Regions from separate parts of the Danio rerio genome. Here region 2 is linked to region 1. A link is a contact called in public HiChIP or PLAC-seq data. All regions are on one chromosome and are shown on one strand. The core of a region is the stretch at or near the end of the contact, and the rest is flanking DNA. Distances in the headings are between cores, read along the strand shown. Region 1 holds the start of LOC563567 (D(1)-like dopamine receptor). Region 2 holds the start of pcgf5a (polycomb group ring finger 5a).

The links. HiChIP or PLAC-seq counts read pairs in DNA pulled down with a chosen protein or histone mark.
Region 2: a contact with region 1 is called in an H3K4me3 HiChIP or PLAC-seq map of embryo, with 4 times the contacts expected there. The contact joins the promoter of pcgf5a here to the promoter of LOC563567 in region 1. A contact is called at or near these places in 2 of 4 datasets of contacts at active chromatin or transcription factors (embryo and gastrula embryo).

Annotation. Positions count from the first base shown.
Region 1 is chr17:24,574,945-24,580,098 of GRCz12tu, forward strand. It overlaps LOC563567 (D(1)-like dopamine receptor), which reads left to right and starts at 3,268. Exons shown (of 1, transcript XM_021474369.3): 1 at 3,268-5,154. The coding sequence starts at 3,406. The coding sequence ends at 4,749. tbc1d12a (TBC1 domain family, member 12a) reads right to left here and starts at 1,469. Exons shown (of 13, transcript XM_021474367.3): 1 at 143-1,469. The coding sequence starts at 1,218.
Region 2 is chr17:24,763,761-24,769,070 of GRCz12tu, forward strand. It overlaps pcgf5a (polycomb group ring finger 5a), which reads right to left and starts at 1,454. Exons shown (of 9, transcript NM_001128712.1): 1 at 1,390-1,454.

The DNA of each region.
Region 1 (5,154 bases), core at 2,018-4,517:
CCAAGAACTGATATAATCCTGATTATATCATTTCCTCTGCCCTTAAAAAGAAACACAATCAAACAAATGAAAAAGTAACTGATTCTAGTGATCTAAACCACTGTAAAATAAAATTAAATCAATCTGCTCAACTGCCATCTACCTGGTAAGAAAATCAGCAATGCCATGTCTCTTGGTGCCAAGTGTCTGGTCAGATGAGGCATTGGGGTCAACATCCACTCTGTCTGGAGCACTCTGCCGCCGAACGCCCTCAAATGTATTCCCAGAGCTGAGACATTCATCCACACAACCCTCTGCCCCAAAATACCCATCGTCCTCAGGACTCAAAGGAGTGGCATCACAGCTGAGGGAGATTGGGTGCCCGGGGTTTGTCCGGAGGTTCTGGGGCCTGACTGGGGGCCCTGTGTCACTGAAATCCTCCTCCGGACTAGGGTCTGTCTCAGTGTAATCGCTGGTGTTTTCTGCCAGGGGTGACAAGGATAGCTTGGTGCTGAGATCTGTCAGTGTGTATACTGGATCCGGGTCACAGAGATGGGCCTCATCTGCGCTGGGATGACTGACCCTTTCACATGACCTCCCAGAGGAGAGGACACCATCGCTCTGATGAACAAAGACAGGACGTTCTGGAGCAGGAAGGCCACCCAAGGCTCCAAAAGGGACTTGAGAGAGGGTGTCATAGCTGTTCACAATCAACAGCCCTCCATTGCCCACTTTCACACCCCTGTCTAAAGCAGCAGACGCCTTCCTGTTGAATCCTTCTGTGTAATTTAAACATCTTAATTGAGTTTGATCATGATCCATGTGTTCATGGGTAACATCTCCATTAGGTATCTTCATATCGGGCGAGGTTTTACCCATGAATGACACTGCAGACCTCATTTGGGAATTTAAATACGCCTTGTCGGGTTTATCCTCGGTCTCGAAAGTCCCTGAAACCCGACCCGTGTCTGACTGCGTCTCCTCCTCTCCATCCGGACACACCATATCCAGCTGTTCGGGAAACCCGTTTAATACCCCGGCCTTGCACCCCGTCAGCACCGAGGAGAGAGTCTGCTGTCCAGCACCGCCTGGATCCGCGTATGGCGAAATGTAAACAGAGCCCTCCCGTGCTCCGTCTGTGTCTGAACCGCAAACGCGTGCTTTGTGCTCCTCCCGGTTGTCGTTGACATCGATAAACGGTGCGAGCTTGGGCTCACCAGCATCCTCCACCCTCTCCATCTCACTGGAGGTGTCGCTGGGTCGGAAAGGCGGATGAAGCCCTGCTGCAGCGGCGGCGCCCCGGTTCTGCTGGGCTGTCTGCAAAACAAGCTCTCATCTTATGTAGTCCGCCAATTCGGCTGGTCTGGTATACTCATGACATCGCGCCCCCGAAGCCTTTAGCGTTAAGGATGCATGGTAAAGCCACTGCGGGTAGTAGTTTATGCACATTTTGATCCACGTCCAGCGCAATCGCTGATAGAGGCCATTTTGATTGTGGTGTCGGCGTGTCTCTCTCCCAAAGCGAAAGGCTGGAAGTGGAATTTCCAGGAGTTAACGCGACATCCACCGGACAGCTGGAGCAACTGCAGACACTCTGTGTTGCAGCCCACAACAACCAAGTTGTAACAGCTTTAACAGTTTTCTATTTTTGTAGACGCATATTTCCATTAATAGGTTATATTTTTTACTCACATATAGGCTATGTAATGCAAAAAACGTATATATTTATCTATCTATGCCTATTTCCATTATTCATATGGAACGCTAAAACATTTGGGAGAAAAGGAAAATAAAGTTTTACCATATCTATCTATCTATCTATCTATCTATCTATCTATCTATCTATCTATCTATCTATCTATCTATCTATCTATCTATCTATCTATCTATCTATCTATCTATCTATCTATTTATCTATCTATCTATCTATCTATCTATCTATCTATCTATCTATCTATCTATCTATCTATCGTAGAATTTAAAATGACCAATAGAGGGCGGCATTACACAAGTCTTGTTTAGTTGTTTAGATTAGTCTTTTTGTTTTACGACTATTGTGACAATAAAAACGTCTAAAAAATCATAAATATTTGTATATTTATGCACTGATAATTGCCTTACGAATGATGTATGTCTATGAATTTACTTATTTAAATTTTTAAAAGTCCAGGGAACATGTTTTTATAGAACAGGTTTGTATTGTGTTGCTGGATTTGTCCTATATTCCTCAAGGAATAAATATGACACCATAGTCTTTTATGCATTGTTATTTAAATTCCATAGGAAAGCCTCTTGTGTAAGCTTTCTTTTGTGCAAAAAAAGATGCATTTCACTTTGAACACATATTTAGTTGGTGTAGTCTCCAGGCTTTTAAGTCTATAGGTATTCATAAATTAAAATATTCTGGTATTTACATGAAGGTCAGATTGCTTTAAACGGATGATGTACACTCTTCATCTGCCCAAAAAATAATCAAACAAATCTGCCAAACAAATAGTTAAATAAATCTTCAAGCAATTCTGGAGTTTCTCAGTGCACTATTACTGGACAAAAAGTATGGCAGTATCCAGTAACTTGATTGACAGTTATAAGAGGAGTTTCTCAGTAAATAATGGGAAACAAAACCAAACCAGAAGCCTGATACAGTTTGACATATATAGCAGCGATGCACAAAACCTGTATCTTTCATACTTGTCAAATAAGGAGAAACTGTTCGACCCATGCATCACTACAAATAATTTGACTCTTTATGTCCAGTCATTGCATCAATAACATGAAAATGTTCAATGTTTGAAAATGAACATGCAAGTTTTTTATGGTAAACTAATTTTATTAAATACATGCATGCATATTTAGGCTCACATTAATTAATTGATTGATTTACTGATTGATTGATTCTGCCAAAGTATTCACAAAGTATTCCATGTGAAAATATATGATTTTATTTTTGGTAAATGCAGATCTTTTCAAATTCAACAAAAAATATTATTTATATCAGGTACATTAATTTAATAATAATAATAATAATAATAGGCCTATTGGTATTATTATTATTATTGTTGTCTTCAATTTGCTCTGTCACCTGTTAATTGTTATCATTTGTCTAAATGTTTTCTATTTATCATTTGCAGGGTGGCATTTTCTGTCCGTATTTTAGGTTAATTGGCAACTAGTCATTCGGAGAGAAGGAATGTCGGAGTTGATCACACAGAGTCAGCGGTGTGGACATAAACCAATCACAAAGCAAGAACTTCTCGAGCGAGACGCACCAGTGCGTAAATGTGGGTCATTCCACGCGCACAGCACCGAGATCAGACGCAGTTATCCCAACTTGCCAACATGGGACAGAGCTGGATAACGGACAGGTCTCTCCTAAAGACTAACTTAAACAATGTAGCTGACTGGCTTTGTTGATAATCTGTAGTAATGGATACGATATTAGAAATGGAGAACGGTACAAATCACACGCAGGACCGCGCGCACGGAGCGCAGGAGCGAGAGGATGGAGACGGGCAGAACAGCGTGCGCGCTCTGCTTGGTTTTGTGCTCTTCCTCCTGATCGTCTCCACGCTTTTAGGGAACACACTCGTGTGTGCCGCCGTGGTCAAATTTAGACACCTGCGCTCCAAAGTAACCAACTTTTTCGTCATTTCTCTGGCCGTTTCAGATCTCTTCGTGGCCGTCCTGGTGATGCCGTGGGAGGCAATTTCCGCGGTGGCTGGCACATGGCTTTTCGGCCGGTTTTGCGGCATCTGGATTGCATTTGACATCATGTGCTCCACCGCGTCCATCCTCAACCTGTGCATCATCAGCGTGGACCGCTACTGGGCCATCGCGAGCCCGTTCCGTTACGAGCGTAAAATGACCCACCGGGTGGCTTTCATGATGATTGGAGTGGCGTGGACCCTGTCCATCCTAATCTCCTTCATCCCGGTTCAGCTCAATTGGCACATGGCTGATGACGACGAGGAGGGCGCAGGGGGAAACGGCACAGACTACAGCGACAACTGCAAAGCCAACCTGAACAGGACCTATGCCATCTCGTCTTCGCTTATAAGTTTCTACATCCCCGTAATCATCATGATCGCCACGTACACGAGGATATTCCGTATTGCGCAAACGCAGATCCGCAGGATCTCCTCTTTGGAGAGAGCGGTGGAACACGCGCAAAACCACCACCAGTCCAACGACTGCTCCAACGAGAACTCTCTGAAAACCACCTTCAAGAAAGAGACCAAAGTTTTGAAAACACTCTCTATCATAATGGGAGTCTTTGTGTTTTGCTGGCTGCCGTTTTTCGTGCTCAACTGCATGGTGCCCTTCTGCCAGTGCGTCAGTGACACGACCTTCACCATCTTCGTGTGGTTCGGATGGGCCAATTCTTCCCTCAACCCTGTCATCTACGCGTTTAACGCGGACTTCAGGAAAGCGTTCTCCTCGATTTTGGGCTGCAATAAAATTTTCCCCTGCACCGCCGTGGAGACGGTGAACTTCAGTAACGAGCTGGTGTCCTATCACCACGACACGACCCTTCAGAAAGAAGCGCAACCACTGGCTGCCCAGATGGCGAACACTCGAGAGGAGCAGAGTCTCCCGTTTGACAAGGATTCGGTCACCTCGAACGTTTCTCGGAATCACAAAAACATGCTGTTACCGAACATCGGGCAGTTTGAGTGCGACGGGGAGATTTCACTGGACACGATCACACCATTCACCTCGACTGGACTCATGGAGTGCGAGGGAATCCCAGGCCAAATCATTACTGAATGACTCAGGGGGGTTAAGAGGTCATTAACCTTTCCAAAGCAAACCAAAACAAATGGTTGAATGTTTTACAAAGTACTGAACAGATTCAGTTCTTAAAAGAAAGCTTTTGAATTAACTTTTCAGCGACCAAAAAGTATCGGCAACGTTAGGTTATTAGTGAAGTACCAAAACAGTAAGTTCGCTAAAGTGGTAACCATAGAAACAGTAGCTTTATACGCCGCTCGATCGCTTGCAGTATTAAATGTTGCATATTAGCAAAACATAAATACTGCTACTGTTTTACTACTTCACAACACATTTACCTATACATTTGGACATTGGACGCAAACCCCAATAACCGTTTGTATAAACGATTTATCATAAGGACTTTTAAAATGAATTTATTCATTAGTTTATTGATGCAGGTGG
Region 2 (5,310 bases), core at 204-2,703, 190 kb after region 1:
GACTATTATTTTAACCCAGTATTTTCACTGGAATTTCTGCGCTAGCCTGTTGCTTCTAACGGTGCAAGTGGTTACAATGGCTTTCCATCTCATTTTATGTTTGAACAACTAAATGAATGCTGAAGTCAATTTAACTGAATGTATTGTAATTAAATCAAAACATTGATGCTGCAAAACCTTGTGAAATTTAAAAATAGTCACATTAAGTTTTTATACCGGAAGTTTAAAACTCTGTGCATAGAACCATTGAATGAAAGCAATTTTTTTGACTGAGAAAAAACTAATTACACTTATAAATGTAATATATGCACATCTTTTGAACACATTTAGTAATCTCTTTTCTCCTTTAAGTGAAAAAAACAGCCTGCAACAAATAATTTTTTTTGTACCTGACACATGGTCAGCATCATGTATAATTATCTCAGGATGTATGTCACTGAATACACTTTTTATTATTTTTAACCTGTTTTAACACATTTTAATCTATTTTCATTATTTCTTTTTATTTTCTTACACTTCTTACATGTCTCTTTTATTCCTGTTTATTTTAAAGCACTTTGAGTAGCCATTGTGTATGGAATGTGCTGTATAAAAAAACTTGCCTTGCCTTTGTGACAACAAACCCCAATAATGTAGTATTATATGGAATCTGTACAGTAGTGAAGCTGCCTGTAGTACTCAGCTGTGAAAGTCCAGCATTTCTGCAATGCCACATATGCCTTAAAAACTAATGATTTTTATTACCAATGGCTTTCCAAACGCACTTTCAACAACGACATGAGAACATCATCTACGTAGGAACTTGGTTCTCTGAGGGTCAGACTTTTCACACATTTAAACATTCGCATGCACTGTTGAATTGTGTTTTCAGAGGAACAACATCATCGGTCAATCATTTTTGCGATGACGTACCACTCGCTCTCTGGCTTTTATGTAATACATACTTGTATAAGAGCAAAACAGCAACTCACGGGCTGATACGTGATTAATAACTAACATAAACAGACTGCGACCCTCATTTTGTAAACGCGCTATAAAGCAATGACCTGTTCCTGTTTAGCTTTTAGTGTGCACCCGAGACGCGCAGTTGTGTCACAGTCCCGTTATCTCATCAGAGCGAGCCGCGCGCACGGGCGTCAAGGACTGCGTGACGTCATCCCCATGGAAATTATAACACATGGCAAGTTGAGCTCGTCTCGCGACGCCGTTTTTACATTCCGTAATTACGCATCTCTCCGCTCCAGCATATCAGCCTGACGGAGTCGCAGCCTCTGTCGTACCACATGACACGGTTTCTCCCCTCCCCAAACTTTACACACATTCGGTGCCCCCAAACCGATAAACGCAGCGCAGATTCCCTCGCTCCGTGGCCATTGAATATAGACTCACCGTTACGAATCCCCTCGCCTCACTGCGCCGGTTCGGTAATGGAGACCGTGGAAGGGGGTAGTGAGAACCGGAGAGAGTCACATCGCTGCAGCCCGGCGGTGGATGGAGCGCGTGCAGGCAGTGCGTGGCTGGTAAACTCGCGGCCGACACGGAACTGGCAGCAGCAGCAGCACGCGCACACAGGAGCGCTCGCTCGCTCGCTCGCGCAGAGGAGGGGCGGGGGACTCACGCGCTTGTTTACGCGGAGCCGTGGATCGAGACACTTTACAACATTGTTATTATTATTAAAAGAAACTCTAAAAGTCTGTGGGACAGAACGAGATGGGAATGAAACAGTATTGAGTTTCATATATTGTAAAGGCTGACAGGCTACTTTTAACATAAACCCCCTATTAAATTCAGGTGAAATTCAGGTGAGGCTGATAGGGAATATGAATAGTTGAGATCAGGATCACATTTATTACTTGTTTGTTTATTTGCTGTTATTTATTTACTTATTTAATTTTATTTAGTTTTTTATTATTGTTGCCTACAAAACCTGATCGTTTTTTTGGCAAGGAAAACACATTAGACTCTAACAACATACTAATAGCAAGACACCATAATAAAGCTCACAATTTGTTATTATTGTAAACCACAAAACAGTTTTGAATAAATTAGTACACCCCTCACAAATTTATTTAACTTATTAGATCAGTCAGTAACAAAAACCTTATTTTATATTCAATACAATACATTCAAATAAATATGTTGGGAAAAAAATAGTAAACACATTTAATAAATAGGAAAAATCAAGAGAAACATGAATAAATACTACAAATTTTGCTGTTTGTAATTTTCTTTTTGCAATAACTCGTTTAAATTATCTTTCTAGTTCTTTATTGGTTTATTTTAGTGAATATAGCCATTTGATCAAACAATTAATAATTATATTTCAATAATTTTATTTATATATATATATATATATATATATATATATATATATATATATATATATATATATATATATATATATATATATATATATATATATATATATATTTTTTTTTTTTTTTTTTTTTTTTTTTTTTTTTTTTGAATGGACCTTTAGCATTGTTATTATTATTAAGAGAAAATCTAAAAGTCTGTGGGGCAGAAATGGATGGGATTGAGAAAGCATTACATTCAGTTTTAAGTAATGTAAAGGCTGACACGCTACTATTAACCCCCTAGGTGAGGCTGAAAGGGAATAGGCATAGTTTGGATTAGGGTCAGGGTCACATTTATTATTACTTTATTTTGTTTTATTCATGTCTTCCATTTGATTTTATTTTTGTTGTTGTTGCCTACAAAACCTGATTATTTTATGGCAAGGAAAAAAAGCACAAGGCTGTAACAACAAATACTGATAGAAAGACACTATAATAAAGCTCACAAAGCTGTTTTGAAGAACAAAAATCTTCAGTGGCAAACAATGTATACAGCGCTCAGCAAAAATGAGTTCACCCCTCGAAAATTGTATTTAACATTAATTTTTTAAAGAATGCTTTACAATAGTATATTTGTGCATATAAGTTAGATCAGACCAAAAGAGATAAGTACAAAACCTAAACTAAAATTAATCTAACAAAATCCTTTTTAAAAACTTCAAAAATTTATAGATTCAAATGATTATGTTGGGGAAAATAGTAAATACAATTTTAATAAATAGGAAAAATCAAGAGGAACATAAAAAATAATCATTTTGTTAGGTGATCAAACTGATTTATTTATGTTTTATGTCATGGACTTAATCAATTTTTACAGACTGATGTTGAGACAGCCTCCCTGCAGTGTGACCACTATCATCTCAGTTTCTGCTGATGCACTCTAATCCAGTTTAAGATGCTGGAAACCTTTACTAGCCATTTTTATATTATAGAATATCGTACCTTATACTTGTACCAAAGAGCTCTTGAACTCTTCCCTCCTAAGTGTGTGGGTGAATCTTTGTACAGTATGTGTGGGTGAGAGCACATGCTCTGATGGGGGAATGGCGAAACATGTGTATTTCTTAATGAGATACACATCTGTGTTGAAGCTTTGAATAATGTAAGCATTTGCCACTAGTGTACACAGTATATTGACAGCAACTGAACATCAGAGCAGTGACCTTTGACCCCACATCCACCTCCTCAAAAAGACACATCAGCTCCCTCATGCACTGAGATTTTTCATGTCTTTATTCTGTACAGTCCATAAACACATACTAAAATAATGAGTGCGCATCCACAGACAGTTCCAGGACAATATGCAATATTCCTTTCATTCTTTTTATGCATACACAGCGGAAGTGTTTGAATGTCTGACAACCTATAAAATTTGTACACCTTTGGCTGTCCTTCAAATCCGAGCAATTTCACTTGCCGTTCAATAACACTATTTATAGAAAAACAAAGGAAACAAAACATGAAAACAGGGCGATGTCGGAAAATAACAAGAGAAGTGATCACCTGTCATTTCAAAGGCGTTTAATGTGTACAACTCAGAAAGCGGGAGTTATTCACGTGCAAATAACATTTTCAAGACTAACTTCAAAGCATTCACTGAAACGCTGCTCTTAGCAGCAGAAATGGGTCTCACTAACCAGTGTAAAGCTTGAGTAGAGTCAGCCTGACAGCTGGGCTGACAAGGAGCTGCTTGTTTTCTTGTCAAAGCCTAAACTGTCATGAGGAGGAATGTGTAAAGGATCAATCAATCAGTCAGTCGAACAATATTTATGGATCACTTTAGAAACTATTTAAAATCTGTAAACATGCTTTTTTTAATTTAGGCAACTAGCATGCAGACACAGGACACCTTCTATATTACAATATTGCTTATTTCTATGGATTTGAATATTCCTTGACAAATTTTAATAATACAAGTACACAGGTCTACAAAATATATGAGAATCTTATAGTGTGTTTTTTTTTTTTTTTGATATTCATTCATTCATTCATTTAATTCATTTTCTATTCAGCTTAGTCCCTTTATTTATTAGTGGTCGCTACAGCTGAATTAATGTTGTTTTTTTTTTTTTTTGATATTTTAATGAAAACATTATGAGGTAATTTTCCTTAATTGAGTGAATTATTCCTTCAAAATAATTTACTGGATACACTCAAAAATATATATGTTTTTGCTTGTCCAAACTACTTATTTAAAATTAGCTGAAAAACAACACAATTCTTGGGATTTCATTGGGACAACTTAATTTTTTATGTTCAATCCACATGAATTTGTTAAAAGTGTTAAGATAACTTAATTTGTGTCGGAACAACATGAATGAATTGTGTGTGACCTTGCAGTTTATTTACAGTGTATGATGGAGATATGAAGGCAAATTATATACAGCTTCTTAGTAACATATTAACATAGCTTTAATCTCAAAAATCAAAAGTATTGTTCACAATATAATTGACATGATTTATGTTTTTGATTGTATACCAACAAACATTACTAGATTATAAAGCGCCTTTAATACAATCTGCTTTGTAAAAGCGCTATATAAATAAACATGAATTGAATTTAAATAAAACTAAAATCCATAGTCCGGCCAAAGGAAAGCAAAAAAACTAATAAAAATAACATTTTACGAACAAAATGAAATTACTGTTTAATCATTTATTAACTTAAAGACCATAAAAAGTGAAACCCGTCACCAAGTTTTGATAATGCAAATGCATCATTTCTGTCATGCTATTTAGGTAGGAATTAAAATCTATTCCAGAAATCTAAAAAGGACAATAACTGGATCATTAACATTGCACAGACCATTTTATATACACTCACCGGTCACTTTATTAGGTATATCTGTCCAACTGCTCGTTGATGCAAATTTCTAATCAGGCAAAATCACATGTCAGCAACTCAATGCATTTAAGCATGTAGACCAGCATCAGAATGGGAAAGAAAGGTGAT